Regions from separate parts of the Mus musculus genome. Here all the other regions are linked to region 1. A link is a contact called in public HiChIP or PLAC-seq and promoter capture Hi-C data. All regions are on one chromosome and are shown on one strand. The core of a region is the stretch at or near the end of the contact, and the rest is flanking DNA. Distances in the headings are between cores, read along the strand shown. Region 1 holds the start of Bmp5 (bone morphogenetic protein 5). Region 2 overlaps Hmgcll1 (3-hydroxymethyl-3-methylglutaryl-Coenzyme A lyase-like 1). Region 3 overlaps Hmgcll1 (3-hydroxymethyl-3-methylglutaryl-Coenzyme A lyase-like 1).

Region 1 (2,728 bases), core at 89-2,588:
GAGTGTAGTCTCTGAGCTGCTGTTCTGACTGCAGTGGCATCCTGTAATGATGCAGAATTTTCAGTGAGGGAAAACATTCAACTGCACTCTCAAGTTTTCCTAGTGATCTGTACAAGAGAAATGACGTATCCCTCCAGAACCGGAAGCCCCCTCAGTGTCTTGCATTCACTGATGAACTGAAGACCATGAGAAATATGACTGTTTCATTCACTCAGAGGAAATACGTTAAAAGAAATTAAACAAGGAATGAGACACCTCTCGGAAAAGAAAAATAAAACATTAGAATTTCACCACAGTTCTAGAATTCACTGGATAAATTTACCTTGCTATCGGAATGCTGTCCCAGACAATGAAAGCACTGTAAATGCTAAGGTTAAATGCGTGCCTGAGAGGAAAATTATAGCAGGCAGAGAAACATTGCAGACTTCCAAATTTTAAAGGCATTAACCATTAAGGATAAACACATACTTCGCTCATTTCCTCAGATTAGGTATGGCATTTTAGAAAGGTGCACACTTTCTCTATTCTACCCATCAAAATTCAGAAATTCCACTTCCAATTTGTGTGTAGTCACGCAGGGTACCTGATCTTTAGCAAACAAACTGGTGTTTATTTGTACAACTTAAAACAAATCAAAGTACTGAGTGCACTTAGTAATAAATATCTTGTAGTAAGCATGACTACATTTCGGTGGTGATGGAGTAAAAGTTAAGGAAGATAATACTATAAATGAGATATTTCTATTTCAACTATTGATATAGTCAGAAATAAATATTATTTCTGCTTAAATCTTTTCTACAGATAATTAAGTTGGAGCTATCTAATTCTTATCCCTGAATTACAAGTGCTCTTTCTTTGGAATCGAATATATTTACTAATAATTCATTGTCTACTTTTTCTTACTTTAAAATAGCCAGTTGTCGTTAAGAATCAATAAATTTATTCCAATTTTAAAAATTGTCTTTTCAGTTTTTAAGAAGTAAATTTTAATGACTTTCAAAAGCTAGAAATAATCTCAAGTATGGCACTGAGTCATACCAAGTTAATTTGCTACAACCTGAGACTTAATATAGAAGTGTATTAAATGCATTCCATCAAAAAGCCTAAAACATTTCTGTATGGCTGGGTGGCAACGTTTTCAGCCTGTTACTTGAAAACTGGCTTTTATCCTCCCTGGAACGCGTACACCCCATAGATCACTGTTGTCTGTTACATGCATGGCCATAAAATTGCGAAAATGGAGGCTTTTCTGGTAGCAAAAGGGTTAACTTCTTTTTGCTTTACCAGTTTCAAATTACAAGGAGAAGCCTCTTCTTTCCCAGCAGGGCTGTGCTTACATTTCTCCTTAGATCTCTCTTGAAGAGGGCTGGTATATTTGTGCCTGCTGGAGGTGGAATTAACTGTAAGAAGGGGGGAAGAGATTGAATGGATTTACAGGGAGGATTGCAAGTAAATTCAGGGAAACACATTTACTTGAACACTATAACCTTGGGTCTTGTTTTACACTAAGACCATACAAAAGATGTTCAAGTTATCACTAGGCTGCCGGACAAATCTAATTCCAACACCAAGGTGCAGATCAGCGTAGATCTGTGATTCAGACCTCAGGATTTGCTTTGGAAAGAGTTCAAGTGTTGAGAAGAAGTCAGAGCAAGTGAAGAGAACTTGGGAGCTACAGTCTATCAGAAGACCAGCTTTCGTCAGTTCAAATACCAAAGGCCTGATTAGCATAAATTCACATAGGAATGCATAGGTTATTTGATCAAATAATTTTAACCAGCTTTTGCTACATCAACCTCTCAAAAGTTCTTAACAACTGTGGATAATTAGAAATCTGAATTTCAACTTTCTAAGGAATAACTACTCTTGACGTGTTCTAAAATATTTAAAGCAGGAGAAGAAGATGGACTGAGGGCGCGGTGTTCAGAAATATCACTGTCATGAAGAACAGGTAAATTTGTTTTTACATCTCCTGGTGAAGTATACTTCCAAGGAACCTGGATTATTATTTTTTTTCCAAGTGGACAAGAAGGATTAAAAATATCGACTTTTGCTTTTGCACAAAAATGCATTGGACTGTATTTTTACTTAGGGGTATTGTGGGCTTCCTCTGGAGCGGCTGGGTTCAAGTGGGTTATGCAAAAGGAGGCTTGGGAGACAATCACGTTCACTCCAGTTTTATTTATAGAAGGCTACGGAACCATGAGAGACGGGAAATACAGAGGGAAATTCTGTCTATTTTGGGTTTGCCTCACAGACCCAGGCCCTTTTCACCAGGGAAACAAGCATCTTCTGCCCCCCTCTTTATGCTGGATCTCTACAATGCCATGGCTAGCGAAGACAACCCTGAGGAGTCGGAGTATTTGGTGAGGGTGTCCCTGGCTGGAGAGGCCAAAGAGACAAGAAAGGGATACCCAGCCTCTCCCAATGGGTATGCGCATCGTCTGCACTTACCACCAAGGACTCCTCTGACTACCCAGAGCCCACCTCTTGCCAGCCTACATGATACCAACTTTCTGAATGATGCTGACATGGTCATGAGCTTTGTCAACTTAGGTATGTTATTCGTTTATTTGTTCATCTGTGTTAGTATAAAGAGGAAGTTTTTCTAATGTTAAAGTAGCCTCTTGGTAGGTGGCCATGTTTATATATTCATTCTATAAAATTCCCCTTCATAGCTTCTGTTTCATTTTCTATGTAGATATACGATTTTGTTTTATGCTACAGA
Region 2 (2,728 bases), core at 102-2,601, 290 kb after region 1:
GTCATTGCTCTTTCTTCTTGGTAATATCTGACTGGCACTGAGTTATTAACCTAGTAACCCAGACTTACGCTCTCTGCTGTAGCTCTCTCTAGTGCTGTAGGTTTAAAACATGAAGAATACAAAACTCTATTAACAAAACATGCTGAAAGCAATTTGCTCCACTATTTTTAAAAAATTGCTCATGCTTCCATGTAAGGGAAATTACAACAGTGGCAACATTATTATCATGTACAAAAGCATAATACACAAGAGACAACACAATTACATAGGCACAGAAGGAAAATTATACTGGGAGCTTTGAGACTTTTTGCCCCTACTTTAGAATGATGTTAGGAACATGTTATTTTTAATATTGGAAGATCAGGCAGGTAGTTACAAAAGGCATTGACCCTAATAAAAAATAACAAATATATAATTGCTATGTTTATCTTCCCAAACTGGGATGTTATTGGATAAAGAAGACTTTCATTTCTTCCCTCCAAGACGTTAGTGTTACAGTTTTAAACCCACAAATCCATTCCTGTATGTGATGATTATCTTGCAATATAAAAATGAATATTTGTAGACATCATGAATTATGATTAGCATCTCTCATTTTCACAAGGATAGAGGAGGGGAAGTTGTGGTGGAAGATTTTGAGACACTTGGACATTCCATCCGACAGAGGGCATTATAAAGGTCCATCACATACAGAGGTAGAGTTGAATAAGGGAGACAGGAAATTATACACCAGACCAAATTAGTTTTAAGGCTTCTGGACTTAAGTTTTGTGAATATGGTGTCAGACAGTTTTAGCTTTGGCAGCCAAGCAGGGTATTGGGTAGAAAAAAAAAAAAAAAAGGATGTTCAATTTTCCAGAGATTTCCTGTGTTTATTATTGTAAGGCTGTGATTTATTAAGAGTGTCTTACTTCTTCAAGCAGACCAAGATTTCCTCTGTGCTACTGAGGCTAAGATAGATGAGGTTTGTGCTAGGCGTCTATGAATGGGACATGGTTATAGGACCCAGGCTATAGTGCTATTCAGAGCTGCCTACAGCACTCTCACCCAGGATTGTCAGGAAGCACTCCAGTCTCATTTTTTTCCCATTACTGAGTTTCCAAATGTTACCTTTAAGAGGAATTGCTGCTCATATTGAGTTTTGAGTTATAGGGTCTGAAACCACATCATTTATGTTTTTGAACTAATCGATGGCAGGTGTTGAAGAAATTTCACATTCTCTTATCTGTTGGTCTTTCACACTGTACCCCCGCACAAAGAAAATAGCACTGGCAGACCTGGCCAGAGGAGACTCAACAATACTTTACTAGCATTATTTACTTTTAGTTCAATAAGATTTGAGTATTGTTCTGGACTGATGGTGAGCAAAGTAAAAGTTTCAAGATGCCAGCGGGTAGAAAGGACAGCTATGTGTTCATAGGTATGAGTCTGTTTCCTGGAAAAGAATTAAGATAGTATGTTGAAAGAAGAAGTAGATATATCTAGAGATACTATAGACAAACTAAGTTATAGAAATGTAAACTTTAAAACTATGACAAGCATCTATAAATTATGTATGATAATATTTTTAAAACAGAGGTGAATGTTGGAGACCACTTCATAAAACATTTCTCTTCAGTATTTGACTGTGCATTAATTATTTTTTTTGCATGACAATACTTTTTTAGTGCCACAATATTTTCTTAGTGCCATAAGTTGCTATGCAGGTTTTTGGAGAAGAGTCATCAAATCTTTCTCCAAGTGGTGCATGCTACAATCCTGAACTGCCCAGACAGATAATGGTACTGGTATCTTGCCACAGTGACATGAATGTTTTGGGGATTATCAGTTACTCCTTGGTTGGATAGGAGGCCTACTCTATGGGGACGAATGTATGCCCTGTACTGTATAGGCCCTGCATGCTACAGTATTGTGATAATTGGTACATTGGGGACATGAATGCTTTGGGGATGAATTATATGTTTACAATTTAAAAAAATTAATTTATATTTGGTTCATTATAACTTTACAGTCACTTGTTCTCTGTACTCTGGTTGTGTTTCTATAATGGTCTCCGTCTGATGCAAGGAGACATGTCTTTGATAAGGGATGGCACCGACTCTTATCTGTGGGCTTAAGGATAAATGTTTAGAATGTCGTTAGGAATGCACTGATTTAGTAAAGTGGTTTTTGGAGGTACTCCTCTGAGACCCATGGCCTCACTAGCCTCCTACGTATGGCTTGGTGTCCAGTACCAGGCATGTGCTCACTCTTGTTGAGTTAACCTTGGGTCAAGTCAGAGGGCTGTTCATTACTCCCAAAGTCTGCCTACCACCATTGTACCCTTGGGGATATCATTCCATGTTCATTGTTGCTTTAGTTCATAAGCACCATAGCTGGGTAGGACTATTGTTTGCTTTCCTCCCTTGAAATCTTCCATGGAGCCTCTGGTACCATGAAAGCTAATCATCAGGAAGGATGCTTTCAGGTATGATCCCAATTTGAATCCTGATTTTTTTTGTCCAAAGATTCAGTGTTGTCAGCAATAGGGACTTACCTTCAACCCCTGGGAGGCAGCCAATGGCAACAGCAATATCCTATAATGTTTTGGGAGTTTCTTGGACAACTTTGACCTAAAACTCTGAAGGGAGATTCTCATAGCTTATTGGAGGTTTTTGCTATATTGTCCTTGGTTCTTGGGAAGAGCAATTGTTAGATCACATAGGAAAATATTTATCTAAACCATATAT
Region 3 (2,728 bases), core at 139-2,638, 260 kb after region 1:
CATACTTTAGCATTCTCTCTCCCTCAGAGTGATTGTTTCATTAATGGGACTGAACAGTCAAAACTTCAAGGGTTCTAAACTGTTAAGATGTAATTAAGGTTAATTACATTGGTCGTAAAGCATCTAGAACTTCTTGCACATCCCATATTGGTTCTGAACTACCCTGTGGTAAATACCATCTTCATAACCAAGATCATGCATGGCTCTTTTGGATTGTAACGGGGTTGGAACAAGCTTTTGTGGGATTTAGAAAGAATAGCAGCTTTGATGCCTTTGATAGTGGCAGATCTTAGAGAGATGGAAAGAAAGCCAAATTTAACAAGACAAAAGAATCAAGTCTGGAGGAAGGCAGAGCTAGAAACAAGTCTCTTGTTTCAGGTTCTCCTACAGTTTACCCTGCGTGTAACATTCCTCTGGAAATGTAGACATATGGAAACACAGAGGTTACCTGGGTCTCTGTCTCTAGGGCATCCACGTGCTGGGATGAAGGGTTGTTGAATGGGCAGTTTTAGGACTGTTCTTGCTCATAATCACATGCATGGATTGTATGTAGATACCTTGACCTTGTGACTCTGTGGGATCTCTGTGCTTTTGGAGGGCTAGAATCGCCCTATAGTATGATTAACTGTGTCTTCTTTAGCCTTTATTAAATTTAATGTAATTGATAGTCAAATAAAAAATGAAGACGCGTTAAGGGTAAAGGTTGATAGTCTGCCTTGGACAGCCAGGTGTGCATGGGGCGTTATATTCAAGCGGCAGGATACACAGTAACCTCTCTTAGACACTGCCCTTTCAGCTTGCAGCTTAAATGTAACCCATGTTCAATAAATTCTGATAGAAAAGGGAACTATAGTTGGTAACCCAACACACCCCTAAGTAATATAACCTCTTGGCATTTCTCTAAGTGCAAGATTAGATCCCCCCCACTGCCTCCAGCTAGCTCTGCTCTCTCCTAAACCTAATGCTTTAGTTATTGTTCATACCCCACAGATGTTCTCTTTAAGGAGTCTGTACCATGTCTGGCTTTTCTAGGTTCCTCCCAAATCCTCACCGAGGTGGGAATCCTTTAGACTGACCACAAACTGCAAAACATTTGTCTCTGTGTACACTTGCTAACTTGCTTAGGACAGAAAGTTGTGGAAGCAATTAGGCACAGTCTCTACAATGGGCACCAGCTGTGCTCTGTACAGTCAACGTAATTGATCAAGTAGCCCCTTACTTCCCACTATGTGGAGAGAGCATTTAAACAGGGCTGGATTTAGATCTACATGGAATGAATGAAAAAAATACACATGCTATGATTTAAGAGCGATTTAAATGCAGTGGCCCCTGGACCACCCCTCATCAGCCTGTTTACATTCCCAACATTAGAGACACCTCTGGGGTTCAAGATATGGGGAGTCTAAAATGAAATAGGCCACCTGGAAAGCAATGTATAATAAAGCCGGTAGCAGCCCCCTCAGCAGTACACAAGGTGCTATGGAAACGCAACACGAATTTTAATTAGAATGAGGAGGGCCAGGAAAGGCGGCTGTTAGAAAGCCATGCCAGGTGAGGAGTCAGTCAGTGAGACTCAGTAGAACAGTCACTGAAAAGCAGAGTTGCTGACAAGTTCTGCCAGGAGACACAGACATGTTGCCAGGCAACCTGAGGCATGGTTGTTTTGCTGTGTTGGCCAGGGCGTAATATTAGGGGCAGCGAGACAAAGGTGCCCAGGTTCAGAGACTCATCAGTGGGAAGTGGGTTAAGCAGTAATATAATTTAAAGGTAGATTGGGGGAGGGGCACGTTTATAAGGATATTTAGAATAAATTAGTGTCTATAAGTGAGTTTTCAATTTTGAAACCTTATAAATAAAATGGAGAGAGCGAAATGTTGGCATCATTAGGGCAACCGAATCTAACTTTATAAAGTGTGAGGCAGCTTCCTGTAGGAAAATATTTAGTACTGTTCTGGGGAAGGTAGGAAAAGAGTTTAATGGAGATGTAAGTTTTAAATAAATTTAACAACTTACTTTTTCTTACATTTGGGACTATTTCCCTCTCATAAATATCCTTACTTTGTATGCATTTTACATAGTCAGACTTCTAGAGGAAATCGGTATCTAAGATCCACATCTGCTGGGTAGAGCCTAGGAACTGGGAGACTTACTTTTAGGATTAAAACCTGTATTGTTAGGGTCGAGTCTTGCCCCCGAAGCTGTCTGTGCTCCCAAGTTATTCTATAACTTCCTGATTTGTAGTCTCACTGTTTCGACCCAACTCCTTTACTGTCTGTCCTTAATAGCTAGAGGTAATGCAACCTCAGGCCACCTCATTCCACCTCCAAAGTCGCTCCTATCCTCCTTCCCCCATAGCTTGCATTTGTCCAGGAATAAGAATTTTCTCCTGGGCCCTCTTAAAACCTGCAGTCCTGATATTTTAAGTTATCCTTTCTACCGCTCCTCTGTTTAATCCTTGCCTTCTGGCTCTTCTTGGAACAGTTAGCACCCGGGCTCATTTTTCCCCAGTCAACTCAAGAACACTGCGCTGACTGTTCTCCCACGGCGTGGAGCTTGGCATCCTTCCTTATCACCCACCTCATTTTGTTTAAGTCTACCTTCTTATGTGAGAACTGTAATGTGGCTGCTGTCCACCCAGCTTCTTCCCCCTCTCTTGAGTTCTTTGTTGCCATATATTATAGTTATTACAATTCCAGTGTCATCTAGAAGTTATGCAAAGAAAAAGCCC

The links. Promoter capture Hi-C pulls out the DNA fragments that hold promoters and counts their contacts. HiChIP or PLAC-seq counts read pairs in DNA pulled down with a chosen protein or histone mark.
Region 2: a promoter capture Hi-C map of second pharyngeal arch cranial neural crest shows a contact between it and region 1, with 5 times the contacts expected there. The contact joins the enhancer-like site here to the promoter of Bmp5 in region 1. A contact is called at or near these places in 11 of 39 promoter capture datasets (the 3T3-L1 cell line, 3T3-L1-derived adipocytes, the C10 cell line and 6 more), 1 of 115 datasets of contacts at active chromatin or transcription factors (embryonic limb bud) and 2 of 9 other capture datasets (adipose tissue and liver).
Region 3: an H3K4me3 HiChIP or PLAC-seq map of embryonic limb bud shows a contact between it and region 1, with 3 times the contacts expected there. The contact joins the enhancer-like site here to the promoter of Bmp5 in region 1. A contact is called at or near these places in 13 of 39 promoter capture datasets (3T3-L1-derived adipocytes, the C10 cell line, the SN4741 cell line and 8 more), 1 of 15 datasets of contacts at CTCF or cohesin (pro-B cells), 6 of 484 Hi-C or Micro-C datasets (the C2C12 cell line, cerebellar granule neurons, cerebral cortex and 3 more), 5 of 115 datasets of contacts at active chromatin or transcription factors (a colorectal cancer cell line, embryonic limb bud, fibro-adipogenic progenitors and 2 more) and 1 of 9 other capture datasets (adipose tissue).

The regions. Positions count from the first base shown.
Region 1 is chr9:75,774,027-75,776,754 of GRCm38.p6, forward strand. It overlaps Bmp5 (bone morphogenetic protein 5), which reads left to right and starts at 1,339. Exons shown (of 7, transcript NM_007555.4): 1 at 1,339-2,556. The coding sequence starts at 2,067.
Region 2 is chr9:76,067,155-76,069,882 of GRCm38.p6, forward strand. The region is part of intron 3 of Hmgcll1 (3-hydroxymethyl-3-methylglutaryl-Coenzyme A lyase-like 1); the gene reads left to right. Among named protein-coding and RNA genes, the nearest start is that of Hmgcll1, 54 kb to the left of the region's middle. Within about 2 kb of position 1,352, at least 3 of the 459 cell types and tissues checked have an H3K27ac peak or open chromatin away from gene starts, as enhancers often do. A contact at or near this core is called in second pharyngeal arch cranial neural crest, where this site is marked.
Region 3 is chr9:76,037,368-76,040,095 of GRCm38.p6, forward strand. The region is part of intron 1 of Hmgcll1 (3-hydroxymethyl-3-methylglutaryl-Coenzyme A lyase-like 1); the gene reads left to right. Among named protein-coding and RNA genes, the nearest start is that of Hmgcll1, 24 kb to the left of the region's middle. Within about 2 kb of position 1,389, at least 16 of the 459 cell types and tissues checked have an H3K27ac peak or open chromatin away from gene starts, as enhancers often do. A contact at or near this core is called in embryonic limb bud and second pharyngeal arch cranial neural crest, where this site is marked.